Regions from separate parts of the Mus musculus genome. Here regions 1, 3, 4, 5, 6 and 7 are each linked to region 2. The links are chromatin contacts, called in public HiCAR-type, HiChIP or PLAC-seq and capture Hi-C maps. All regions are on one chromosome and are shown on one strand. The core of a region is the stretch at or near the end of the contact, and the rest is flanking DNA. Distances in the headings are between cores, read along the strand shown. Region 1 overlaps Whrn (whirlin). Region 2 holds the start of Trim32 (tripartite motif-containing 32). Region 3 holds the start of Atp6v1g1 (ATPase, H+ transporting, lysosomal V1 subunit G1). Region 4 overlaps Whrn (whirlin). Region 5 holds the start of Col27a1 (collagen, type XXVII, alpha 1). Region 6 holds the start of Akna (AT-hook transcription factor). Region 7 holds the start of Whrn (whirlin).

Evidence for each region. HiCAR-type assays count read pairs that join an accessible place to other places. HiChIP or PLAC-seq counts read pairs in DNA pulled down with a chosen protein or histone mark. Capture Hi-C pulls out chosen DNA fragments and counts their contacts.
Region 1: a contact with region 2 is called in an H3K4me3 HiChIP or PLAC-seq map of embryonic limb bud, with 14 times the contacts expected there. The contact joins the enhancer-like site here to the promoter of Trim32 in region 2. A contact is called at or near these places in 4 of 39 promoter capture datasets (the 3T3-L1 cell line, 3T3-L1-derived adipocytes, cranial neural crest and 1 more), 5 of 484 Hi-C or Micro-C datasets (B cells, the Ba/F3 cell line, CD4 T cells and 2 more) and 3 of 115 datasets of contacts at active chromatin or transcription factors (embryonic limb bud, forebrain and stem cell-derived neural progenitor cells).
Region 3: a contact with region 2 is called in a HiCAR-type map of astrocytes, with 5 times the contacts expected there. The contact joins the promoter of Atp6v1g1 here to the promoter of Trim32 in region 2. A contact is called at or near these places in 6 of 39 promoter capture datasets (3T3-L1-derived adipocytes, the C10 cell line, embryonic stem cells and 3 more), 1 of 484 Hi-C or Micro-C datasets (uterus), 4 of 115 datasets of contacts at active chromatin or transcription factors (astrocytes, embryonic forebrain, extraembryonic endoderm stem cells and 1 more) and 1 of 9 other capture datasets (adipose tissue).
Region 4: an H3K4me3 HiChIP or PLAC-seq map of stem cell-derived neural progenitor cells shows a contact between it and region 2, with 8 times the contacts expected there. The contact joins the enhancer-like site here to the promoter of Trim32 in region 2. A contact is called at or near these places in 5 of 39 promoter capture datasets (3T3-L1-derived adipocytes, the C10 cell line, frontonasal cranial neural crest and 2 more) and 2 of 115 datasets of contacts at active chromatin or transcription factors (forebrain and stem cell-derived neural progenitor cells).
Region 5: a capture Hi-C map of embryonic stem cells shows a contact between it and region 2, with 8 times the contacts expected there. The contact joins the promoter of Col27a1 here to the promoter of Trim32 in region 2. A contact is called at or near these places in 2 of 39 promoter capture datasets (embryonic stem cells and hippocampal neurons), 1 of 484 Hi-C or Micro-C datasets (CD4 T cells), 3 of 115 datasets of contacts at active chromatin or transcription factors (astrocytes, extraembryonic endoderm stem cells and large pre-B cells) and 2 of 9 other capture datasets (embryonic stem cells and liver).
Region 6: a contact with region 2 is called in a HiCAR-type map of astrocytes, with 6 times the contacts expected there. The contact joins the promoter of Akna here to the promoter of Trim32 in region 2. A contact is called at or near these places in 9 of 39 promoter capture datasets (the C10 cell line, cranial neural crest, embryonic stem cells and 5 more), 3 of 484 Hi-C or Micro-C datasets (cerebellum, myocytes and palatal mesenchyme) and 8 of 115 datasets of contacts at active chromatin or transcription factors (astrocytes, embryonic forebrain, fibro-adipogenic progenitors and 5 more).
Region 7: a contact with region 2 is called in a HiCAR-type map of astrocytes, with 7 times the contacts expected there. The contact joins the promoter of Whrn here to the promoter of Trim32 in region 2. A contact is called at or near these places in 3 of 39 promoter capture datasets (the 3T3-L1 cell line, hippocampal neurons and liver), 3 of 484 Hi-C or Micro-C datasets (the Ba/F3 cell line, CD4 T cells and Th1 cells) and 4 of 115 datasets of contacts at active chromatin or transcription factors (astrocytes, forebrain, large pre-B cells and 1 more).

Annotation. Positions count from the first base shown.
Region 1 is chr4:63,436,203-63,439,763 of GRCm38.p6, reverse strand. All of the region lies in intron 3 of Whrn (whirlin), which reads left to right. Among named protein-coding and RNA genes, the nearest start is that of Akna, 35 kb to the right of the region's middle. Within about 2 kb of position 2,108, at least 26 of the 459 cell types and tissues checked have an H3K27ac peak or open chromatin away from gene starts, as enhancers often do. A contact at or near this core is called in embryonic limb bud, where this site is marked.
Region 2 is chr4:65,603,611-65,607,236 of GRCm38.p6, reverse strand. Trim32 (tripartite motif-containing 32) reads right to left here and starts at 2,251. Exons shown (of 2, transcript NM_053084.2): 1 at 2,168-2,251. All of the region lies in intron 16 of Astn2 (astrotactin 2), which reads left to right.
Region 3 is chr4:63,543,109-63,546,839 of GRCm38.p6, reverse strand. Atp6v1g1 (ATPase, H+ transporting, lysosomal V1 subunit G1) reads right to left here and starts at 2,075. Exons shown (of 3, transcript NM_024173.2): 1 at 1,841-2,075. The coding sequence starts at 1,922. Gm38592 (a long non-coding RNA gene) reads right to left here and starts at 1,547. Exons shown (of 2, transcript XR_881351.1): 1 at 902-1,547; 2 at 1-823.
Region 4 is chr4:63,457,826-63,461,558 of GRCm38.p6, reverse strand. Whrn (whirlin) reads left to right here. Exons shown (of 12, transcript NM_028640.2): 3 at 152-277. Among named protein-coding and RNA genes, the nearest start is that of Whrn, 36 kb to the left of the region's middle. Within about 2 kb of position 1,993, at least 50 of the 459 cell types and tissues checked have an H3K27ac peak or open chromatin away from gene starts, as enhancers often do. A contact at or near this core is called in forebrain and stem cell-derived neural progenitor cells, where this site is marked.
Region 5 is chr4:63,213,977-63,217,228 of GRCm38.p6, reverse strand. Col27a1 (collagen, type XXVII, alpha 1) reads right to left here and starts at 1,817. Exons shown (of 61, transcript NM_025685.3): 1 at 1,348-1,817. The coding sequence starts at 1,403.
Region 6 is chr4:63,402,065-63,405,733 of GRCm38.p6, reverse strand. It overlaps Akna (AT-hook transcription factor), which reads left to right and starts at 2,289. Exons shown (of 22, transcript NM_001045514.3): 1 at 2,289-2,515. Gm52742 (a long non-coding RNA gene) reads right to left here. Exons shown (of 3, transcript XR_003955424.1): 3 at 3,608-3,669.
Region 7 is chr4:63,493,646-63,497,358 of GRCm38.p6, reverse strand. It overlaps Whrn (whirlin), which reads left to right and starts at 1,368. Exons shown (of 12, transcript NM_028640.2): 1 at 1,368-2,746. The coding sequence starts at 2,126.

The DNA of each region.
Region 1 (3,561 bases), core at 859-3,358, 2.2 Mb after region 2:
TCTTCTCTATCACCAGCGCCAAAAACAGTGACTATGGAGACCAATAAAGTAAACTGCCTTCTCTCATTCATCCTTCCCGTGCTCCCATCAGTGCCCACAGCAAGATGAGCAATAAATATTATATGGTCCATCACATTGCCTGTGGACCAGGGTTAAAAGCTCCCTTGCATCGGCTCCAGGGCTGGGCTTTGCCGTTGCTGCCACATGTCTTTGCAGAGCCTCAGTTTACCCCATTGTGTAAGAGGCCCCAGGGAAGGTCTGATGGACGTAATAGTATCTTAGCCCCTTTATTTCTCACCTTGTCTATACATACAACTTCTCACTCTGGGCTGGGAAGAAAAAAGTCACATCTCCGTGAACAGAGCTCTTGGCTTTTCTTTGAGAGGGTGAGATCAGTCTCCTTCAACTTCATGACCCAAGCCAAGGGCAAGAGGAAGCAACGGAGAGATGGATCTGCCCATCTGCCCATCACTGGCTAACCCTACCAGGCTTCCTGCACTGGGGTGAAGGTGACAAGGGTCCCTGAGAGCATGGACTTGGCTCGACTTAGTCATTCGTTTCCTATGTGACTCTGGTGTCCTTGAACTTGTCTCTTCTGTTTGGAAGGAAGCAGATGGAGAGCCTTGTGTCCCTGTCTTGGTGCTGGGTATTTCTGTTGGTTCCCACAGTGACCTGGGACTGGCTAGAACACCATACCAATACCACAGATAGGAACACTGAGACTTGGGGCATAACTTGAAGGAGTGATGCAGGCCACTGAGCTACTGTGTCATAGTTTTCTGCCCTCTAAAGAAGGGCTACAGTGTGGAGACACAATTCCCCACCCCATGGAACACACTGAGTGAGACACACTGGCTTTTCTCGAGAGTGGTTTGCCAATGTCATAGTGAGCATCAGTGCCCGTCCTAACAGCTGCTGAGGTGTGGGAAGCCTTTGGTCTCAGATACTGTCCTTCTGTGAAGAGACATTATGATCAAGGCAGCTTTTAAAAGAAAGCATTTAACTGGGGGCTTGCTTGCAGTTTCAGGGGGTTAATCCATGATCCTCACGGCTGAGAGTGTGGTAGCAGGCAGGCATAGCACAGGAGCAGTAGCCAAGAGCTCACATCTGATGCATTAGTTGCAGGCAGAGAGAGACTAGGTCTGGTGTGAGCTTTTAAACCTAAAAGGCCACCTCTAGTGACATATCTCCTTCAACAAAGCCACACCTACTCCACACTCCCTATTCCTTCCCAAGTAGTTCCACTCACTGGAAACCAAGCATTCCAAAAGGAGCCTATACAACTTCTCATTCAAACTACCACACCTTCCTACAAGGAGAGGGCAGAAGGAAGAAAAGGAACCTGTAGATAGTGGAGTGACTTGGACCGGGTCAGATGTGGGGGTGGGCATCATGGAGGGCCCCACCCCAACTCTCAAACATGGTAGTTTTCAGCTGAGCTCTGGAGGAAGAGGACAAAAAAGGGATGAGGGAATCGGGCTCATAGGTGCCAGTCCATCTGGATGACCTGTGTCCTGCTCCCATGCCCTCCAGTTCTCCAGCTGGATGGTAGGGGAGCCCTGCCAACTCTGCCTCCTCCCACGGGGATAGGCTTATTCGTCAGGCCAGAGGGAGCAGTACTTACTTAGACAGTCAACCTGAGATTCCAACACGTAGATACCCAGGGTGTAGCTAAAGCCTGCCCTATGCTGGACCATTCACAGTGTAGGCCCTGAATCCAAGCTGGGAGGACGAGTGACACTGAGAACCACAGTGGCACATCAGCCTGGTCCCTACAGGTTATTTGAAGCCTCTATTAGACCTGCTAGGCCTAAGCAGTAAGCATCAGGAAGCCTGTGGCTATGGGAGTTTCACATAAGCAAGCCGTGCCACTGAGAGGGTTTGTACAGTGGCCCTGGATATCAGGACCTGCATCCATCATTCGAAGTACGTGCCCCGATCTGAAGTTCCCACTTAACAAGTTGACCTATGTTGTATCTGGCTTCCAGTCCAGCCTCCAAGCCTGTGAATGGGCTTATTCTTTGCAGGCTGTCCCCAGCGAGATCCAGAGCCTGGCTCTCAGAAGCATGTCTGGACACAGCTGCTCTCCCAGACGCAAGCGCCTCTAATTAAACTGCACGCTGAAATAAAGTGCGCGGAAAGGAAGATTAAAAGTTGCAGCTGCAGAGGGACACGTATGGAAATAAAACACTGGAATATGAGAGGTGCAGCCTCCTTGGCTGTGGCTTCCGCGGCCGAGATTTTAGAACAGGGCATGACACCTGGAGGTGCTGACTGATGGGCTCCAGGCAAGTGACCCTGGAGGGAAGTGGATTTTCCCCTCCATGCCCAGAAATATTAGTGCCTGGAGCAGCCTTCCTGTGCTGGGCTTCAGAGCAGGCCAAGGTAGAACTGACAAAATTCCAACCATCGTGGAAAGCTGCACTTACTGAGCACTTGCTGGCAACGCCCTAAGGCAGTGTAGGGTCTTGTTCCTCATTCTTTACCTGGAGCTCAGTGGGCTGACTACATTCTCAGACGTTAAACAGGGAGATCAGTGGAAAGGGAGAGAGGCTTGTCCTCGTGGGTGGTGCCAGTGTTGGGCGGTATATAGATACCGGCACTGATAGCTAGACATTTGGAGGAGGAAAATCTTTGGTCAAGGCCCCAATTCACGGCATGGAGGGAGGTGGGTTGTGAGGCTATGTCACATGGCATAGGAATAGCAGGGGCAGGACTTGAACCCAGGTCGGATGGTCTCTGACGCTCTTAACCACGTGTTGAGGATGACTGTGGCTGTTTGGATATGAACCCACAGAGACGGAGTGTTGACTCAGGAACCACCACGTGAGCAGGTGGGGGCCCAGGAGAGAGGCCGCCAAGGGTGGAGGAAGGGGAAGGTGATGAGATTTGCTGGAGAGGCAGCTGGATAAATGCAGGTGGAGCTGATGGTTGTATCAGAGTCAAGGTCCAGGTGTTGACTGCCTCAGGCAGGGCTGAGGAAGGTGGCTTTGGGAAAGGCTGGACCGGAAGCCAAGCCAGGTGGTCCCCTAGCAGCAGCCAGACTGACCCAGGTTTGACACTGTAGTTCCCCTCACTAGTGCTGTGATCACAAACCGAGGGTGGGCATCCTATTGTGCAGCTCTTCCTGAGGAGACATAAACAAATATCTCTTCTGCCCAGGTCTGAGGCGTCAACATCACCAAAAACACCTCCCACTCCGCACAGCCAGCTCCAGCCGTGGGGCCATGGGAGAGTCTGTCCTCCATTGTTGATACTGTGGACTCAGAAGGAGGGAAACACACACAGCTGGGAAGAGGTAGCAGGGCGGAGGCAGCTGCCCTCCAGGTTACAGCAGGCATGGTGTTGTCCTATCCGTGGGCTCGAGAACCTGCTGGGAGAGAAAGTCCACTGAGTTCTCACTCTTCCAGGTGGTCCACTGCCCCTCTCTACACAGCAACATCTTCCTCCCGCCTCTTCTGGCGTTGTCTTTTCATTTTAAACATGCTCATTTGCCCATTGTTTTCTATTACAAAATAAAACTGCTGTCGTAAGATTCCCGGCAGCGTGTACTCCTTCAGT
Region 2 (3,626 bases), core at 1,002-3,501:
AAGAACAAAGTCCAGGGCTTCTCTTAATCAAGAGAAGTCACCCAGCTTCTGACTACGGGGCAAGCCTCCCTTTCCTTAGGAGAGGCTGCAAAGGGAAGACCAAGCCGACCGCAGCAAACCAGCAATGGAAGAGAGGATGTGGCGGGGAGCTACATGGCAGGAATGTGGCTTTAGACAAGTGACCTCCTAAGCCTTAGTTTCGTGGGTAACACTGAACAGTGAATGTATATTTAGAAGGAATATCATGAGAAGAAAGCACACATATTTTCAAAAGTAGTAAATTCTGAGCACTTTTACTGGGCACCAAACAGTAAGCACCCTGATTTAGTACACTGAGTCCTCACAGCCATTCTATGACGTAGGTCCCTGAAGAGCTTGTGCACTGAGAGGTCAATTGACTCTTTAAAGGTTACAAAGCAGAAAGAGAAAAATAAATAAATAAATAAATAAACAAATAAATAAATAAATAATGCCAGGATCTAACCAGAGCATTCTTGACTCTGATGCCAGGACCCATTTTGGCATGACTGCCATTTCTAGCTAAATGATAGTTTATTGTAGGGGTTGTTCACTAGAAACCAGTATCCCCCCCCCCAAGTATCCCCCCCCCCACACACACACAACCCCTCAACTATGACAACTGACAATGCCTCCATCCAGACACGGTCAAATGTTTCCTGGCAGAACAAAAGCACCCTGTCTGAGAACCCTGGCTTTAGGTAATGGCACAGGCTAAATACTCAGTAGACAGGAGGCTCCGCCTTGTTCCAACCTTGTTTTGTTTCTCACCCAGAACCATTGTCTCTGTGAGCTATAATGGACCTCCTATAAGATAATATTAGGTTGAAGATCATTTTGGCTCATACCTTGGACAGGGAAAAGGCTAGGTAGCAGAAGCCCTTAGGTAGTTCACTGCTTCTTCCCCAAGGCCTATAATATCGGGTCTGTGATGAGGAGGTGGGGGTGGTCAGAGTGGGTATAGTCAGAATACATGCCTGCCTCAGGATTAAAGGGCCTTTAGTTAGTAAGTGAGGAAGAATCTGCCCTTCAAAGAATGTCAAACTCTCCTTCAGGATTTCTGAAGACTGGTGTCTTTATTCCCAAACCCTTACATTCTCCTAAATTCCATTCATTTATACATAGTTTATTTATAAATTACTTTCAGGTCCCTGGGTCTCCAGAAGACCCTCTGGGTTCAGTTATGCCAAGACCAAAACAAAAACAAAAACAAACAAAAACCTCCTAAGAACCTACTCACAAATTTCATTTGGTTTTGAATTCTATAATCTAGTTACAGCATTCACTCCCCACCATTCATTCTCCACAAACCTCATTCTCAACGCTAAATCCCAAATCTATCATTCAACCTTTTAGACTGTATGCTGCAGCCTTGCAATTCACCAATAGCTCTTATGTGTCCCTCATCCCTCCAATACATCCTTTAATCTATTTTCAAATTCCCACATCTATCACCCCTGTATGCCATCTCCAAACTCCAATCCTGTACCTCAGATTTCTGCCCTCCTTCAATCTGATCGCTCATCTGCCCATCATCCCCATCTTGTACTGGGCCACCTCCAACCCCCGCCCCCCACCTCCGCCCCCGTCCTGCCTCACGTGTTGCCTTCAAACCTTTGCTGCGATTTTCTAACTGGGTACTGATTCCCTCGGGAACTCACCCCTCAGTCTTTCCCAGATTCCGCTACAGAAATCCCTTTCTCTTCAGCAATTAGGATCTTCCAAGACCTTGGCTGTTTTGATCTCAGATCTTGCTATCATTACACCGATCTCCTCAAAGCCCCTAAGATTCTGCCCGCCAACACCCAACCTCATCCAGGCCTGCCAAATTCCTTTATGCTTTCTGATATTCTGCACCCAGATACCTCCAGGGACGTCAGATCCTCCCATCTCCCACATGCTGCACCCCGTCTCTCCGCATGGCCCCCACATTACCTCATACCTCCCGACATGCTGCAACTGCAAATTTCCTCAGCCCCTTTGCTCCCCTCCCCCAGCTGCATCTCATCTCCGCCGAATCGCTCCTGAGCCCGTCCCTTCCGAATCCGATCCTGCCACTCCGATCCAGTCCCCAAATCCTGCCATTCAATCTTGGATCCCCGCGACCCACCACAGTCCCTGGTCGCAGACCCTCCTTCCCGCCCCCTACCTGACCGCCCGCAGCTCCGACGCGAGTCCACCGCTGCCAGCCCACCCGCCCGCTGCCTTCTGCGCATGCGCTAGCACGTCCTTCCCATGGCAGTCGCCAATTCGTACAGTCGCCTGCCCGTCAACTTGCCCCGCCTCCCGAGGCATGCTGGGGCTTGTAGGTCTGTGGGCTCAGCGCCCGCGGCCCAGCTGAATAGATAGGGATGGCTCCGGAAACCTAGGCCATTGCAGCTTTCTGCCCCGTTTCAGAGTCTAAACATGGTTAGTCAATGCTAATCCCCCAGTAGTAGTCTCCAGAAAGTTCGGGCACTTTGCAGACAGACGCCTCTTTGAAGAAGACAAGCACACTCCCTTCAAAGAGCTGCAGGTCCCCGGGCTAGGTGTTTCTGCCTGTGACACATCCCAAAGTGGAGTCACTGAACACATGCCCCTTAGGAAAGACGTTTTCTTTGCCAAACAGCGCAGAGGCGGATAGCAGAGGGAGAAACAGGGAAAAGCCTGCATTGAGCCTTGTCAGACGGGAGGTTTTGTGGCCAGGACCTCCTGGTCCTGAAGGTAGTTTGTGGACAGGTAATACCTGCTCCTGAATGCGATAAACACACAGTACTAGTGAGGAATATGAAGGAATCTGAAATATTATGCTCTCATATTTGAAATTCCACCTAGCTGTGTACCCTCTGCACAATGATAAGACAACAAAACAAAAACAGTAATACCTTTAGACACTTTCCGACAGACTACAGACTTTGAAAAGAAGCTGAGACCTAGGGGTTAAAAGGCAAAGTAACCAGTTTCTACCTGTCAGAACCTGGCTTTAATTTCCCAGAATCACTCTTAACTTCATTTTTCTACTTCTTTATCTCAAAATAAAGTTAAGGATTGTTTTGATGAGTTACTAATAACTCAGAAAGGTGGGAAAAGTAAATTTATCCCCTTCCCCCACCTCACTCCCGCCCCTGTCCCACACATCTTGTCCAAGGTTCGGTATACACCTGGCATCGATTTTGATGGAACTCTGAACCAGGCTATTCATTCTCCAACTTGTTTCTCTTCTCAGTGATTCAGGAGTTCTCACATGATTTTATCCCTGGCCGGATTTCCTGATTATACATTCTGAGTACAATTTGATATCTCAGATAATTCTAGAGCCCTGAGCCAACCCAGGCACCCAGAACTCCCAAGGCTTTCCCAGAGAATATGTGACTCAAAGTTCCTTGAAGAAATTATATCTGTGCTGGCAATTCTATGGACTGACCAAATACCTAGAACTGGGAAAGGATAAAACATATTGTAGACACATAGTCAATTTATCTTGGGCTAGCTTTAGTTCTCTTAATGGCCATTTATTAACAACCTATGACTCTGGCCTAACAATCTTCTGACTATAAGGTAAACCATTGGAATGTATAGTTAAAGTTAGAAGACTATGAGCTTCCACTAAGAATGTTATAACATCCGGA
Region 3 (3,731 bases), core at 826-3,325, 2.1 Mb after region 2:
CTTCCCAACCCTTAACTGAGCAAGTCAAGTGTGACCACAAATCAAGGATGACAGTTCTCATATTTCAGCTCTTTTCAATGCCTCTCTTCCCAACCCCTGAAAATATTAAAATGTGAGCTGGCTGTAAGCTAACCCCTCTAAAACAAACTGCTTCAGCTATCTGATACATACAAGCTTGCAGCCAAGTAAGGTTTAAAATCTCCCGGGAACACGGTCATTCCCACCACAGTCCAAGTATTTGCTCTTGCATCTCCTCCAAACAGCCTCACATAATTCCCAACACATACACCTGCTACTGCGGCTGAGTCATCACAGGACAAACTGACAAGACAGTCTGGAAATTCTGGATCGAGAGCATGACAACACAGGCCTTTCTAGCCACCTGAGAAGAAAAGGGCTTCTCTCCACCCCCAGCATTCTACAGAAAACATCTCCTGGAAATAAAGAATCGCCTAACTCCCACCAGGGCCACACTTCAATCTACTTGGGGGGTGAGCATGGTGGCACATGCCTTTCAGGCCAGCACTGGGAAGCAGAGGCAGGCAGATCTCTGAGAGGTCTCAGCCCGTCAGCAGTATGTAACATAAGTGTACTGCAAGTTTTATACTAAGGAAAATCCCTTGCATGAGAAAGGCCTCTCAAGCCAGAGTCTGGCCAAATCACCTTCTGGGTCTCATTTTTCCCTCCTGCAAAAAAACAGGAGCAAACGCAGTGTCTTCTTACCTTGGAAAACTAGATTCATAAAGGTCCTGAGACACAGTTTCCAGTTTCCAAAAGCTTATTCTAGCGGCAAGGCCATGGAAACCAACAGCTTACTATAACACTACGTCAAAAACAAGCATTAGTGAGGGAAAGAGCCTGAATGAGGAACCGCTGCCAAATTCTGAGATCCAAAACTAACCATCAGGGCAAACGAAGTGCAAAAGCCTGGAGGGCCAGAAATGAGGATGCCTTTAGGATTCAAGCGACGCAGTACTGCGGGAAGAGAATTTCTCACAGGGACATGCTTAGGAGAGAATACAAAAGCCTGACTGATGAAAACACTTCCTCTAATCCATTATGAAATACCAGCTCCATTCTGCGGGGACAAGGAGTGCTGAGTGGAAGGCCAGGTGTGACGAGAAAGTTATGTTCGAATTTTAAGCAGGTGTCTGAAGTGGGGGGGGGGGGAATTTGTTGCAGAATATTACAGGCTTCTTCCACTCCTTGGTCCCAGTTACACACGTGGTAAACTGACTTTTCTGGCCACTTTGTCCCTCTCAATATTGGCCTTTCACTGCTACACACATCCTAACTGGTATGTGCGCCTCCGCTGGAACAAGAAATACCCTGTGATGAATATGAACTCGGCACTTCTCTAATACATTCTCAGGGGAACAAAGAAAGGAATGACTGGCCGAGTTAGGTAGCCACATGAACTCAGGGAGTTCAACTATGGTGCTGAAAAAAGAAAAAAAAAAACAAAAAAAAAAAACGATGGACGGAGATCAGGTTAGAGAGGCTGGGCGAACCGTTTAAAGTGACGAACGTGAGGGAGAGGTGGCCAGAATGACCTAGGTTCGCAGACTCGACGGCCGTGGAGGTGGCTCCCGTAGGTGGGCCGCGGCCGGAAGCAAGGGATCGGGATCGGGTGGGAGCAGTTTCTGTGGGGTGGCCCACTTCACGCCCTCCACCCCGAGAAGTGGACGAACCCACTACTGTCTCCACAGGCACCTGAGGTCCAGCCTCGAGGCTTCCAGACACCGCCGGGACAGCTTCTGGCCCCGACACTGTCCCCCGGCCTCCGCCCGCGGCCTAGTCGCCGTCCCAGCCTAGCATCCCGCCCCGTCCCGGAGCTCACGCTTGCGGGCCTCGGACACCTTCTCGGCGGCCCGCTTCTCGGCCTGCAGTAGCTGCTGGATGCCCTGCGACTGACTCGCCATTGCTGAGGGGACTTTGGGCTGAGAGAACGGCCTAAGTCAACTGCTCAAACACCCTCCGAAGCCCCTCGGATCACCTGATCCACCACCCAGACTCTGCGCCTGCGCAGCGCGCAGGAGCCCCGCCCCACCGTCAAAAGAACCGCCCGGTGTCTCAGCTGACTGACTGCCTTTGAGTCCGGTGACTCCCAGGAGATGGGGCGGGGCGGGGCGGGGCGGGGCGGGTGAGACGGGGCGGCGGGGTGGGGCGGGGTGAGACGGGACGGGGCGGGGCGGGACAAGGAGGGACGTGCCAAGCTGTTCCACTACGCCTGCGCATTGAGAGATGGCTACTCCTGCTCTTTTGCAACTGTCAAAGGCTGGTTTTTTATAGCTGGTATTATCCCTGTGGCAGTCCTGTCACGTGGTTATTTCTCTCTTCCCGAAATTAATAGTGTGCCCACGTTGAAGTTCAGAAGCAAGGATCCAAACCTGATTATTTACCCCCTCTCTTCACCCAGCTAGACTTCCTACCTTTCTGGAAATTTCTTTGGAACTTACACCCTATCAGGAAGCAATGCTGCCCTAGTGGTACAGGCTGCAAACCCAGCACACCCGTGTCAGGATGCTGAAGCAAGAGGATTGATTGAGTTCATGACCTGGCTAGTGAGACCGTGTTTGGCGGGGGAGGGGAGTGGGAACCAAAGCAGGTAGTGAGGCATAGCACATGCCTTTAATCCCAGCACTAGGTATGCAGAGGCAACTGAGTCTCTCATTCGAGGCAGGCCTGGTCTACAGAGTGAGTTCCAGGACAGCAAGAGCTACCCAGAGAAACCGTGTCTCGAAAAACCAAAAAGAAAACATCTATCATGGAGAAGTTTAGGAAGTTCTGGCCAGTTCTGGAGAGACGTCTGAAGTCCTAGGTTCAGACACTAGCAAATACTCAGACACACTCACACAAGGACTCAGCATCAAGTCAACTACTAACCCCTGTGACTTGTGGGCCAGTTGCCATCCTTTTTCATGGTGCTAGGGCTGGAACCTAGTTCCCTCAAGCATTGTAGGCGAGTCCCTTCCACCCTCTGAGCTGTATCCCTGGACCTGCCATCCCTTTCTGACCCAAGCTTAGGAATAAATAGTGCTGTTTTCCATAAGTGTTGCTGCAAGCACAGTGGGCGTGCACACCTCCTTTGATCCTGAAAACAGATTAAGGAGACAGAGTTGTAATAGCTCAGGGTATAGATATTTACCTCACGTGGAGGAAGGAGAAAAACAATTCCTGCAAGCTGTCTCCTGACCTCCACAAACACAGTGACATATGCAGTACCACCACCCACCCACATGGTTTTGAAAATTTAAGACATTAATTTAAACAAATAATTGTAGCATAATAAATGTGCCAAGTGTTTTTTTTTATTACGTATTTTCCTCAATTACATTTCCAATGCTATCCCAAAAGTCCCCCATACCCTCCCCCCCACTTCCCTACCCACCCATTCCCATTTTTTTGGCCCTGGCGTTCCCCTGTACTGGGGCATATAAAGTTTGTGTGTCCAGTGGGCCTCTCTTTCCAGTGATGGCCGACTAGGCCATCTTTTGATACATATGAAGCTAGAGTCAAGAGCTCCGGGGTACTGGTTAGTTCATAATGTTGTTGCACCTACAGGGTGTGCCAAGTGTTTTAAGACATGCTTGTTAATGAAGATAAACCATGTGACCAGTCATGAGGAGAGAATGGATCTGAAGGCTCTCCCAAGGGAGAGATCTAAAGTGAGATGCTAGGGCTGTGTCAGCAGCACAGGGCTGTTATAACCCTCAGAGCTCCTGTTCCAA
Region 4 (3,733 bases), core at 744-3,243, 2.1 Mb after region 2:
CACTAGGGATTTCCCTAGGGCCTTGCCCTGCACTGCTTTGTTACTTAGGATCCAGTGCTCTGCCGGGCTTAGGAGTTTTGTAGTGGACTGCCCATCCCCACCCAGGGCTTGGCTTCCTCCAGGTTAATGTACTTGCCTATTCTTCTTATAGGTGAACCTGGTGTTGGGGGACGGCCGGTCCTTGGGCCTCACGATCCGAGGTGGAGCAGAGTACGGCCTTGGCATTTACATCACTGGTGTGGACCCAGGCTCTGAAGCAGAGAGCAGCGGCCTCAAGGTGATGGGGATGGGCTGTGGGCTGCCATGTAGGGGGATGTGGGTGGGAAAGATCTTTATAGCTGATTTACTTCAGCAAAGCAGGTGGTGTCCCAGCTGAGGTCTGGATCTGCTGGGGATCCTGCACTGGCTGCTGGGTCTCTAATGCTCCCAGAAACAGCAGGGTGGCCTCCCACACTGTGCTAGGCTGTGGGCCAGCCCAGCTCTTTTGAGACTAATGTTTTGCAAACACTGCTGATGCCTGTGATGGCCCTGACCCCAGGGCTTTTTATGACACATACAGAGGGCAGGAGAGAGAAAGCCAGCTAGTGAACAGAGGGCTGTGAGTATAGGAGGCAGCTTCAGGGATAGCATTCTATACAGACCAGAAGTTACTGAAATGGCATAATTAATTCTCAGCAGAGCAGTGTGCCCCGCACTTTAGAGTCAGATCATGTGTATCGTCTCATGCTACCTGGTGGGGTGAGGTGGTGTAAGGTGGGTCTCAGCACAAGGTTTATGCCAGTAGAGTCTTAAATAAATTCCAATGCCCAGGTAGTAATCTGTGGTACTGAGCCTGGTCTACAGTGAGTTCCAGGACAGCCAGAGCTATACATAGAAACCCTGTCTCAAAAAACCCAAAAACAAACAAACAAACAAACAAAAAGAAAAAGAAAACTAACAGCATCATTAGTTATTGTGGTAAGCACAGGTAGAGTCTGTGTGTGTCTCTCTCTAAAATTCACGCCTGCACATCCTCACCTCATTGTTGGGGTTGGGAGGTGGGGCCCTCGGAGAGTGACTAGATCTTGAGGGTAGAACATCTGTGCTTTCAGTGACCTTGCAAGGAGGCCCCAGAAAGCCAACAGAATAAGAAGATGCTATCTGTGACCCAGCAAGAAGGTCTCACACGCACAGAACCCACTGGTGTTTTGCTTTTGAGTTGCCCAGCTCTAGAACTGTCAGCAATAACCTGTACATAAGCCATCATCCTGTCTGTGGAACTTCATCTGTCAACATTACATTATGGAGAAGGGATCACAAGACTCCGCCCCAGCCCTCCCCAAGGATTTATAGGCAGCTAATGTTTTGATGCAACTACTGTCTAAATTGTATATGTAAATAAATCTTTACTCCTGCACCCGTGTAATGAAACTCACTGGGTGTCTCTCTCGCTCTCATATACACACACCTCTCTCCCTCTCCCTCTCTCTCTCTCTCTCTCTCTCTCTCTCTCTCTCTCTCTCTCTCTCTCTCTCACACACACACACACACACACACACACACACACACGGCTAGTGAACACTGACCTCCAGGAGTTATGTTCAATTGGGAAGATGGGCAGCAAACTAATGTTCATTTAGTTAGAAAGAAGCTAAAGAAGATGGATTTTGTAAAACTTTCCCATTGCCTGAGTTTGTCAGATGGTTGCAGGCACTCTGGAGTAATTTGCTTGCAAACTGCCCACCTTCAGCTAAGTCCTTTGGCTGTGTCCTCAGCAGTGAGGCGCTTGATGGCGGCCACCTCTTTCCTTTCGCCTCACAGGCCCCTTGCCTGTGCCGACACCTGCCCACACTCGCCTGGGCATGCAGCACTGATTAATTCTGTTTATTGCAGTGCTCTTTCCGTGGAATTAGGCATATTGAAATGGAATAAAGGGCCTGCTTGTGTGGGTGGTGGAGCCAGAACAGGCTTTATTTGTAAATAGCGCTCCATGCTGCGGTGCAGCGCTTTCCTGGGGCGGAAACGCCGCCTTCCGCGGGGCTTCCAGCTGTTCAGCCCACTTAGCTTCCAGGGCCCAGTGTGAATCCAGAGGGGGGCAGGACAGCCTGGTCCCTGAGTGGAAAAACACTTGGGAGGTCAGCCAGGTCCCCAGCATCTACCGCAGGGGTGGTCCTTGCAGCTTGGAGCTTGCCTACCTTCCCAGCAGGGACAGCCCCTCCCCCTGTACAGTTTATCTTTGGATTCCTCTTATTTCTTTGCACTACCCTCCCATACCCAGCCAGTCTCCAGTCCTTCCAAAGAGCCAACTGCTAGGCCTCTTTTGTTCCCTTAGGGACAGCCTATATTGAATGGCATTCAGAAGCAATCGCAATAGCGGTTGCCACTCATTAATGGCTATTATGAGTGAGACATGGTGCTAACATTTAGATACATCTGCTTGTATTTAATCCTCCCTGTAGCCCCATGGGGGTGGGGGTGGGGATCATTCATGGCGCAGTTTAACAGATGAGCAACTGAGGCTCAGAGAAAAGCTGGAACTTGCTCAAGATCTCACAGGGATCCCAGCACTGTCCCTGCTGACCCGCATAGCTACTGTGGTCTTATGATTCTAACTGGACCAAGTATGGAAGGAAGGAAGGAAGAGAGGGAGGGAGGGAGGGAGGGAGGGAGGGAGGGAGGGAGGGAGGGAGGGAGGGAGGGAGGGAGGGAGGAAAGGAACAAAGAAAAGGAAGGAAGTGAGGAGACATAAAGTTCCTGATGTCTGCCAGGAATTGCTGTACCTCCAGAGCCCCTTGAGGTTGACCCAACTCCATGACCTCTGCTGAGTCTGTCCAGGCTGGCAGCTGTTGCTTTCCCACCATTGGGACCAGGCTACTGTCCTAGCTAGGCTCCTTGGAGGAGGACCTTTGCTTCTAGGAATGTCCCATGTGTGGGGCCACTGCTCTGCAGCTTGTGGCTCTGGAGCAGGCCTGTCATACATCTGGGGTAGAAACCCTATCTCAGTGACAGGGGATGGCCTATTCTTTGCAGGTCTATCCAGGAGCTTGGGCTGTGTTGCCTTCATGGGGTCAGGCTGACCCCTCTACAGACTAACTTCTGTTGGGCTAAGCTTTGTCCACCCGCTCTTTCTGGATCGAGCTTCCTCAGAGCGACACCCTAGGCTGGGTACCCACCAGGTGGCAGGAGACCTGCTTATGTCATTCACTCAGACCTTCACTCAGCTCTGCGCGGGTGGTGGAACCTTCCGTCCCATGCATGTCAGAAGTGTGTGTCTGATAAAGTGTCCTGGTACCCAGCTGTGTGAGGTAGAACCTAGGTTGTAGTTCTCCCTGGTGCCCTACCCACAACAGAGCAGCTGCACACAATAGGTGCTCAGTCAGTGGCTCCTGGCTGCATAGCACCACTGCCCACAGTGAGGCTGGTCATTGCAGGTGCACTGGGTGGCTCCAGAGCCACTCTTTGGTTCTGCAGTAGAAGGCAGGAGGAAGAAAAAAACTAGTCAGTCTATGCTCAGATCTCAGCCTCCAGCCTCACTCACTCACTCACACCTGAGGAAAGTAAGAGAAGGGTGTAATTATAAGATGTCATTACATGAAAATCCTTCAGATGGGCTTTGTACCACCTCTTCCTGGGGACCCAACGTGGCCAGGTGTTAAAGAAAGATTGCAGCAGAGGACATCGTGGTACCTCAGAAACACTGTAGTGAGCAGTGTTCACTGTATTGTGAGCAGAGAGAAAATAACACAAACACCGT
Region 5 (3,252 bases), core at 568-3,067, 2.4 Mb after region 2:
TATGTTGGGCTACAAGCAGAGACAAGGGAAGGCATGGATTATAGGCTACTTCAACGAAGATCCCAGAGCCCAGTGTTCACCCAAGAGCAACAGGGCATATGGTTGCCCAGGAGGGAGGACTTCTCAATGTAGAAGCAAGGAAGGGCAAGAAGGAGCCAGGGTAGGGCAAAGAAGCCGAGGTGGGTAGATGCTTGAGGATGTACGGCCAGAAGGGCAGGCAGGCTTTGGTACTGCTTGCCTTCCTCAAACTTTGGCCCCGTTGAGGCAGGGGGTGCTCTTTGGCACCACCACACTGCCCAACCGCTGGCATCTGCCCTGGCACAGGGTCTCCCGGAGAAAATGAGTCACCAATGTGCTCACTAGTGCCCTGTGTATACGAATGCGTGTGGTGGGGGGTGTGGGGGAATCTCAAACAGCCAGCTTTTTCCAAGACATGGAAAAGAAGGGGGGCGCCTCATCACCCTGGCTCCAGCTCAAAGGGGCGTTTCTTGAGAGGGTGGGCGGTACTATAACTCTGGCCAACCTCTTCTGGGAGCCCTAGAGTACCAGCAAGATGGAAAGGCAAGCCTTGTGCCTGAGATATAGTCCACAGGGCCCCTCTGGACCGCGTTCTCCCACACACACCCACACATAGTGACTGAATCCCTCACTCTTACAACTTCTGCACAAGCTGGGAATCCCAACTGTGGGGTGCCCCTGTGTGCGGGGGCCCCGCCCTGGAGATTCCCGGCCCCTCTCTGGCCACGGTTCCCTCATCTGTACAAGGAGGTTGGACTTGGTGATCTCCCAGGGCCTTTCCGCTCCCACAAGCTGGCTCTCACCCCTTGCTTACTCAGGAGAGGGACAGGAACTGCAGGCTTCCCGGGAGAAGCTGGGAAGTTTGAGGTACGCAGACCCAAGAAGACACATTCACACAGGCAGAGAGGTTAGGAAATGCAGGAACGTGCAGAACCCGAGGCCGAGCCAGGAACAGACACCCGGACCTGACGACCGACAAACTTGATTCACAGGACAGTGGAACTAAAGCCATGCAAGCCCGCGACCTGCAGACACCGAGACTCCCTCCTCCGGCCCCTGCCCCCTGCCTGCCACTCTGAGCACTGCCACTAGACCCCTCTTGGGATCGCTGGTCTGGCTCTGCGCGGACCCTCCCTTGCTGGTCCTAGTCTCAAAAGAGCTCGGCCTGGGGTGCACAGCCCCTGTTAACCCCTGGCGTCCCGCCTGGCGGGAAGCTACAGGAAGCTGACGTTACTCTGCGAGCGTCTGGTGCGGCAGGGAACCCCAGACTCTTGTGCACATCCGAGGTTCAGGAAGCTGAATCGGGGGCAACCCTGGGATTGTACTCACCCCCCGGGTCCTGACGCCGCTGTGCCTCGGGCCCCCCGCGCGAATCCCGTGCCCATGGCAGGCCCCTACTTCATGCTGCGGAGCCCGGGGGGCAAGTGTGGGCGCGCCCCATGGGGCCGCCAGCCCCCCGCCGCGCCGCGCCAGGCCGGCTCAAAGCGCGCTGCCGGCGCACCCCCAGCCCAGTCCTGCGCCCAGGGGCGCCGGAGCAGACGGACAGCACGGCCCCAGCCCGGCGGTCGCCCGCGCCAGGCCCATGGTCCCAGGACTGCCGGAGCCGCGCTCGCCCCTGCCTCGCTCTTTTTCTGCTTCCACCGAAAAGGAAGAAGCAAGAAAAGGCAGGGAGAGAGAGATGATCAAACTTTTGGAGGCGGGCCGCTAGCGGTCTCTGGAGGCAGAGCAAGGCCGGGAGAGCGCGCGCGGAGGGCGGTGGAAGCTGCCTCCCCGCCGGCCTGGGGGAGGAGAGGAAAAGGAAGGATTTGGGGGAAATGAAGGCGATTTAAAGTCTCGGCCCGCCGCAGCTCTCCACCTTCTTCTCCTCCCCGCGCCGGGCCGCCCTCTGCTGCCAACTGCTGCCCCCTGCCGGACGCAGCAAGGGATGCAGCATCGGTTGCCTCGCGCGACCGTCCACCTATCCATCCTGAGGGGGACATCCCACCCCCAGATCTCAAAACAGACTCATGAAAAAGAACCTCCTCCTGGCTACTCATGGATCTATCACAATTGAGATTAGGAATTTACGATTAATGACACTAAGGATCCTCGATAGCGGGCGGTGGGGGAGGAAGGGGGAAAATTCTACTCCTGAGAGGATCCTAGAGATGCAGAAACACAGTTGGGACCTTGACTTGGCATCTACATTTCCACGACAACCATCTGTCTTAACTCCCAACTCTTAGCAGAAACTCTTGCACCCTAGAGCTCCGTGGAAGACCGCTGTGGGTAAGCGTGCTGAATGTGTTCGGCCTTTCTGCATTTTCTCCGACCAGAGACTCCCCGGAATCCCACGCGGCACCCTCTGACACCCAGGCAGATTCTCAAACTCACGAGCACGGCTCAGCCCTGAGACTAAATCTCTAGCTTCTGGCCTCTACAAGGCGATTCATACCACACTCCCGCACACACACTCCCGCAGGCACACTCCAAACACTCACACTCATTCACACGCAGACACAGCCACGCACTGTACTGAACTTCCGCGAAACACCTTTGGATGTCTGGATTCCTGGCGATCTCAGACGCTACGCTCCCAGAGGCAGCCACCCGAGTGCTCACACCCGCACAAAATGCACATGCACAGCGCACACACTCCCACATGCACAGTCCATGCAGCTCCCCGAGTGCACACTCCCCGCTTGCACACGACCCTCTGCGAATGGCAACCACAGGCGTGCATACAGGACCTGCACCCTCTATTGCACATGCATCCACCTTTGCGCACTCCAAACGCCCAGAGCTCCGTGAGTCCCAGGGCACTTACTGGGTCCCCAAGTGTGACGCTGGCCGGTCGGTTCTTAGGCGGGTGCCTAACGGCATCTGTGGTCATGGGTCCCCGCAGCCCCGGGCGCGGGGGCGGGGGTGCAGTCCCCTTCCCTAAAGGCGCACAGGGCGCGACGGCGCCGGGAGGAGCATGGGAGCGCGGGCCTGCGCCACCGGCCCGGTCCCCCTGCGCTGCAGCCGCGGCCACTCCGCGTGCTCCGGCTCCAGCTCGAGCTCCGGGTGCGGGGGGTGGCTCATAGGTGCTGAGGCCGCGACAGACGCCGGCCCTTTTGAAGTCTCCGCTGGGGGCGGAGAGGGGGGCGCTGAAGGCGGCCTTTTAAATCGAGGCTGCACGCGGGCACCGTCAAGCAAGGTGTCTGGTTTCAGCAAACTTTCGGAAAAGTCCCAAGTCGGAGTGGGGGAGGGCTC
Region 6 (3,669 bases), core at 1,040-3,539, 2.2 Mb after region 2:
TGAGGACAGACAGGGCTAGAGTTTGGTGAGGTTTAGGAAATTCAGCAAACGGGACTCAATGGTAGAGGAATTAAATGATGAAGGGAGTGGCCAGGTGGACCACCCAGTTTGGCTTGAGACCCCAAATAAAGGATGGGCCCGGCTGGGGACAGGAGCTGGGAGAAAGCTACTGTGCCCAGGCTCAGTTTGTCTGTAGCTTTGGATGGGTAAACTTGAGGGATAGTATTCCAGAAAGGAATACCATGTGGGCAAGGGGAAGGATAAGGGGGCTGGGGGAGGAAAAGGCCCAGTGTCGGGGTGAAGGACAGTAAATACTGGCTGCTGTCTTTCAACAAGGCTGAGGGTGTGCCAGCTGCGGCAGCCACCTGGTGTTGATGGGTTAATGATCAGGGAGGGTGAGCGGGTGAGTGACAGGATGTCAGGGGAGCCTGCCACCCACACAATGGGCCACATGGTCGCCAGAGCAGTAGACAGGGTCTTGATAAGATTTGGCTCTGTTCCATAGTCGCCGGGGGACTGCAAAGGGAGCCCCAGCCCCCAGATGTGTGTACAAGGCAGGGCCTGGGAGATAGGAGTTGAGAGGTTACTCGGTTGAAAGTGCTTGGTGCTAGCTCAGACTTAGCCAGATCCTGGCAGCTGGCCCTCAAGAGCATTCATTCATTCCATTCACCCATCAGTCACAAGCCCTTGGAGGAGACCAGACTCTCCCACCTAAGGAGACCCGGGGGCAGAAACTATGGTGATGACATAGGTCCTAAGGTCCCTTACTGCACACTGGGCAGGCCGTCTGTCATGGAATTGACAGCAGCCTCTCCAGGGCAGTGGCCACTCTGGTTAGCCCTGTTCCACAGAAAGGAAAACCATGGCTCTAGCCACTGAGGTCACAGTGCCAGCAGGAGGTGAGGCTGGCATGCTGGCATTGAACTCCCTGGCCTATGGACTCTAAGATTCTCTCCATCACTCTTGGGTGGTCCCCAGCCTGGCTGCTCCCTTGAGGTCCCCCCTCCCCCCCCAGGGCTTTCTGGATGGCAGAGGGTTGACCTCATGTCTCTTCTGTTTCCTGACTCTCTGGGTCAGCAGGGGCAGAGTAGAGAGCCAGGAGCGGACTTAGGGCTCCTGCAGCATCTTCCTTCTACCTGGCTCCTGCCTCCTCCTGCCTGCCCCGTCAGCCTGGATCCTGAAGGTCAGATTCTGTACCTCCTGCCCCGGCCCCTGAGTCCTCTCACATCATATCCTGTTGTCTTCAAGGGCCTCCTGCTTCTCTCAGGTCTCTGCAGCTGCCTTTCTAGAACATTCTCATCAGTCATGCTTGCGGCTTGCTTCTGCCTCTCTGTCCTTCCGGCCGCTTGTGTGACTGTGGCCTCCCCACCCAGACCTTCCTGATAGTCCTGCCTCACCCCCACTCAGCTTGTTACTCTCAGGCCCCTGTCTTCAGCCAGGGCAGGTCCAGCATCTGAGACCTGAAACCTCGGGTGTTTCCCTAGGATCTGCGAGTCCTCAGCCTCAGAGATACCAAAGCAGCAGGAGACGTTGGTCACCAGCCTGTCTCATACTCTGCCTCAGGCACACCTGACATCTTACACACTTCACTATAGAGTGAAGGGCCAGGTGTGATGTGTCTGTGTCCCACCCTGCTTCTTCAGATGGCTACACCTCTCACAGAGGTGAAGGGACCTGAGGAGCCACAGGTTGGCCATGAAGATAATTCTGTTCCTTCATCTCTGGGGCCTCTGAGGGAGAAGCTACAAGAGGAGATGTTCACCTGATCCTCTAGTTCTTCCTTCTTACCTAGACAATTCCAGTGCAGGCTCATCTTATCTCTAGGCATGGACAGTAAGTGGAAGGGCAGAAATCCCTAAGTCTGCCCTGAGATGATGAGACTTGTGTTAGTAGACGAAGTTAAAGCTGGACAGACAGGAGCAAGCGCCAAGGCTGAGGTTCCCCTTTCCCTCCTGTGAGGATGGGCAATGAGACCTACACAGTGGGAGAGGCTTTGATAAAGTCTTCGGTGATGGAAGAGACCAATTTTGGGGTGGGAGTGGAGGAACTGCAGGCTCCTCTTCCTGGGACCGGCATGCAATGTGACTTTAGCCAAGCCTTCTCTGGACTTCCTGCTCGTACAAGCACGGTTGTGGTTGCAACTGAGGTGGTCTCAAACTCAAGGCCTCAGAAGTTCTCTTCCCATCAATGCAGCCCCACACTTGCCCAGCAAAGGGTTAAGCTCTTGGCGCCAGCTCCGCAGAGTAACCCCCCCTCCTTTTCACAAACACTTGTAGGAAATCAGGCTGGGCGCTTCCTGCAAGGAGGAGGAGGCAAGGCAAGGCCTCAGCTGCAGGGGCGGGGAGAAGTGGGGAGGGATGCTTGTCTGTGAGCTGAGGCCGTTCTGGCTGGCAGAGCAGTCTGGAGGCGTTCCAGGCTGCTGTGGAGGCAGGGGGCTCCCCAGGTTTGAAACAAAGACCTTGTGGGCAGCTCCCCTGAGCCCAGGCCGGCAGGATGGTGGTGTAGTACTAGTGAGGTAAGGAGCTGAGCCAGGAGGAGGGCCAGAGGGAAGGCCGCCTTCCCTCTGGATGGGCCAGTCATAGACTCTGGACAACCCTGGCAGGCAGCCCAGCCCAGCCAGGAAATCACAGCTACGCAGCTGCTGCCACTCCTGTCCAGTTCTGGGAGTCCGGCCCCCACGAAAGAGTGGACCCCAAGATGCTAGTTTCCAGTTCCAGATCCAATTTGGTTCCCTTGGTGAACTTGGACCCGTGTTGGTCCCTCTCTGTCCCCCGGGGTGGGCTCATCTCAAGGCCAGTTAGTGCTTGGGTTACTGAGGGTCTCGAGATGTTCGGAAGTGAGGAACAGGCCAGGAGATGACACCCTCCTACCCAAATAAGGGCAGGGACAAAGTGGGGGCCAGGAAGCCAGCTTAGAGCTACAGTAGGACAAGATGAGAGTCAGTAATAGCCTGGCCCCTTGTTAGTTCCTCCCAGGCTCTTTGGGTGAGCCAAGGGACAGTCCGGGGACATCCGTCATGGGTATCTCCACTTGCCGCAGGCCAAAGGCCACTCCTGTGAACAGGTCTATGCCCTGCCACGGATCCAAACTTGCTTTGGAGCCCCACAGCCCAGCCCTTCAAAAGGGTCCAGCAGCTTGGTAAGGAGGTCTTTCCCCTGCCATCCTCCTGCCTCCTATACATCTCCTGGCCTTGGTTTAATAGTCACAGTGTTCTAAACTTCCTGGTTGTTCTCATTAGGTGGGTGCCTCTGTTTCCTCATCGGGATGAGGTTAAGGTGGGGATGTCCTGGCTCTCTCTAGCTGGGTAGCATGGAGATTCTGAATGCCAGGGCTGCTGAAGGTTGAAGCTTCAGTGGGGGAGGATCATCCTGGACACACACGCACACGCACGCACACACACACACACACACACACACACACACACACACACACACACACATGCACGCACGCACGCGCGCGCTCGAGAGAGAGAGAGCTGTATGAAGCAGTGTGTGGGGAACAGGGCATTGCCTAGCTAGTTGCTAAATAGAATCCCTGGAGGGTGTGACAACATGGAGATCAGTTCTGTACAGGTGTTAGGTGATAAGAAGCAAGGACATAGAGAAAGCAGTGTTTGGTGTTTTTTTGGGGAGGGTGGGGTGCAGTTTCTCTGGGGGCAGGTGGGGACCT
Region 7 (3,713 bases), core at 119-2,618, 2.1 Mb after region 2:
CTTATCTTTTTTATGTTTGTTTGTTTTTAACCTTGACCTACACCGTCTTTCCTTTGCCAGACTATGACTCTTTGAGGTCAAAGATTTCAACTCTTTATCCTGGGTCTCCAGCATCAACCATATGCCGCTTGGTCAAGCAGCAGAACGGGTGCTTGGCAAATGTTGAATGAAGAATGACCAAGTGCACAGGTAAATAACTAGCCAGGGAACAAAACACCCTTCTGCAGCCAGCTCAAAGCCACTCCAGATAATCCTTCTCTTTTTCTATTTCTCCCATATCAGAGTCAGCCGTTTCATTCCTGTGACGGCAACCCAGGACAGTCTTAGGGGAAAAAAAACCAGCTTTTCACAGAACACCTCTGGAGAGGCAATTCAGGTTTAAAGAGATCCACATGGCATGTAGTGGTGACTAGGTCAAGCACTATAGATCTTCTTAGAACACTTCTTTGACTAGAAGCCGAGTTTTTCCTGTGATAGTGTTTAGGAGAGTGGGTATCAGATGACAGACTTTAGACTGTGTATTCTGACATCTTTCCATATAAAATATGTTTTTTTTAAAGACTGTATATAGAGTTGTCATGTAACCTTCACCCTGTTCCCTCAGTGTGGAAAAGATCACAAGCGGGACCTAACAGTTGGTACAAGTGACATTCCTACTCCAGACTTAGTTTTAAATGCATGTGTGTGTGTTTGCATACTTTACAGTTCTGATAACAGCTCCTTGCTTTCCCCCACTCCCCCCTCCCCCCCCCCCCCCCACTCCGGAGAGCACCAGAGGAAGGGGCCCAGGCTGATCTATCCCAGCACAGGACTTGGCTCCTGATGGCACCTGTGTGGCTTATATTCTTCTCATGTGCAGAGCAGGTGACCGATTATCGTCCACATACTCACTTAAACTTGCAGTCAGCACGTGTGCAAGCTGCAGGAACAACATTTTAAGGCAGAAAAGCAGAGCATGAAGCATCTATTATTTTAGAGGCCAAAAGTTGGCCATTTTCCCCAATTGTGAATTGGCAAACCGGCTAATTGCTCCAAAGCGACCCTGGAATCGAGCTGTGATCGCCGGAAAGCGCAGCTTTTAGGACCCCATCTTTCACCCCTGGGCTGAGGAAGTGGGAAGACTTCGCAGGGGCCCAGGGCTCCTCCTGCTTTCTTTCACCCCCACTTTCACCCCTTTCTTCCTTGGGGCCGGACTGTTTCACCCCGTCTCCAGGCAACAGCCAGGCGCGCCAGGCGGGACGTCATTTCCTGAAGAGCCCGCGGGGGGACGGGGCGGGGAGGGGGAGGGGCGAGGGGGCGGGGCCAAGTCCCGGCTGGCGACGGCGGCGGCGTCGGAACTCGCTGGAAGACTCAGCCCAGAGCTGCTCAACAGTTCGCAAAGTCCGGGCTCCCGGCCGCGTGGCTCCGTGTGCGCCCGGGCGGCGTTGGGGCGCGGGGGCCCGGGCTGCTGCATGGTGGGCGGCCCGGGACATGCCCCGCACCCCCCGCCGGACGCCCGCGTGGCTCCTCTGGCTGCGACTGCTCCGGACTCTGAGCCTAGATTGACCGGCGCCCTAACTTCTTTCTGACTTTGGGGTCCCCCAGCCCTAGAGGAACGGGCATCTCGGCTGGGGGAGCCCCGGACATGGTGTGACGGGGCGGGCGGCGTGGCTGCGCCCCCCACTGCGGCCACGCACGGTCCCCGCGCCTTCCGGCATGTAGCTGCTGTTCTCGCTCCCCCCGGCCTCCAGCCGCAGTCTCCACGACCTCCGGCCTCCAGGCGCCAACTCTTTGTCCCCCCAGGATCCCGCCGCGGTCCTCAGGATTGCAGCCGCCGTCTCTTCGTCCTCCGAATTCCAGTTTCACCTGCCTTCGCGCCCCTGGGACACCAGCCGCTGTCCCTGCCACCTCCCCAGGATCCAGCCAGCGCTCTAGCTCACCTGCACCTCCCCAACCCACCCTGCAGCCGTCGTCTCCGCTCTCCGGGCCAGTCTAGACTGCAGCCGGTGACTCCGCGTCTACCCCAAACCCAGACTCCAGCCGTGACCTCCGCGCCCCGGGGAATCCAGCTGTCGCGCCTCTGGCCGCAGGTGCAGCTGCCGCCCCGCGCCGCGCGCCCCGAGTGCGGCCGGGCCTCGGCGGGGAGATGAACGCACAGCTGGACGGCCTGTCGGTGAGCTCGTCCTCCACCGGCTCGCTGGGCTCGGCGGCGGCGGCGGCGGGCGGCGGCGGGGGCGCGGGGTTGCGGCTGCTGTCTGCCAACGTGCGCCAGCTGCACCAAGCGCTCACGGCGCTGCTGAGCGAGCCCGAGCGGGAGCAGTTCACTCACTGCCTCAACGCGTACCACGCGCGCCGCAACGTCTTCGACCTGGTGCGCACCCTGCGCGTCCTGCTGGACAGCCCGGTCAAGCGGCGTCTGCTGCCCATGCTGCGTCTGGTCATCCCGCGCTCCGACCAGCTGCTCTTCGACCAGTACACGGCCGAGGGCCTCTACCTGCCAGCCACCACCCCCTACAGGCAGCCCGCCTGGGCCGCTCCCGACGGCGCGGGGCCCGGGGAGGTGCGACTCGTGAGCCTGCGGCGCGCCAAGGCCCACGAGGGCTTGGGCTTCAGCATCCGCGGGGGCTCGGAACACGGCGTGGGCATCTACGTGTCTCTAGTGGAGCCGGGCTCCCTGGCAGAGAAGGAAGGGTTGCGGGTCGGGGACCAGATTCTGCGCGTCAACGATAAATCTCTAGCCCGGGTGACCCACGCGGAGGCTGTCAAGGTAGGGCTGTGGTTTATGGGAGCGTTAGAGGACAGTACAGGCAGTTTAGTGCTCCCTCTTCGGTTGCCTGTGCTGCTATCTTTTATACCAAATCGCCTGACCTTTCTGGTCTTTGTTGTTGGTTTATTTTTGCCTCCCTGACCGGATTTTAAAAGAGGAACATTTAATTTGTGGCGCAGATCGGTGTTCTGAGCACGGAGGAAATGGTTATTCTTGCCTTAGGTGACCTAAAGGCTAAGGCACATACACAGTATAACATAAGCAAATGCCTGGTCATAAAATGTGAAAAGGGCTGTGGATCCTTACAAGTGTTAGAAAAGAGCCCCTGCTTGACATTGGGTAATTGATGCTCTCCCCCCTCCAGACCCCCCCCCACCCCCCCCATCTTTATTGCTGCTGTGCTGTTTTCTGGATCCTGTAGGCTTTTTGCCGCTGAAAGTTAGTTCTGCCCCACTGCTAGTAACCCAGGAGGAGGCTGGGTAACCACAGAGCTGGGGCTGATCCTTCTATTTGTGGACTAACCAGTGTATGCTGGAACAAGCCAGACCAGAGAACTGGCGCCTAACTTTGTTGCAAACTTGGCTTCTCCCTGACCATGAACCCAGAGTCCCATGAAACTGAGCACGGTTTTTCTTGGATCTGTCAATTGAGAAAAATAACCTCACCACAACCAGCTAGTAGGAATCTAATCCATCTGTCTGGAGGAGCATTCATGCTTGCTAATCTTATCACCCAGGGTGAGTGAATGCCAGCCAGTTGGAGTATGAGCTACAGTGTTTGGTCCGTGGGTGGATCCAAGGAGCTTTCTCTCATAAGTATTTAGCCTGAGCCCTACTGCTTATTAAACAAGAAGTGAGGAGTTTGAAGGAAAGGAACGGCAGCATCCATCCTGTACGGAGAAATGCTTGCTCCAGGTTTGGGTTGACCTGTGGTGTGAGCCCCTCTCACCCCATTCTCTGGTCTCCTG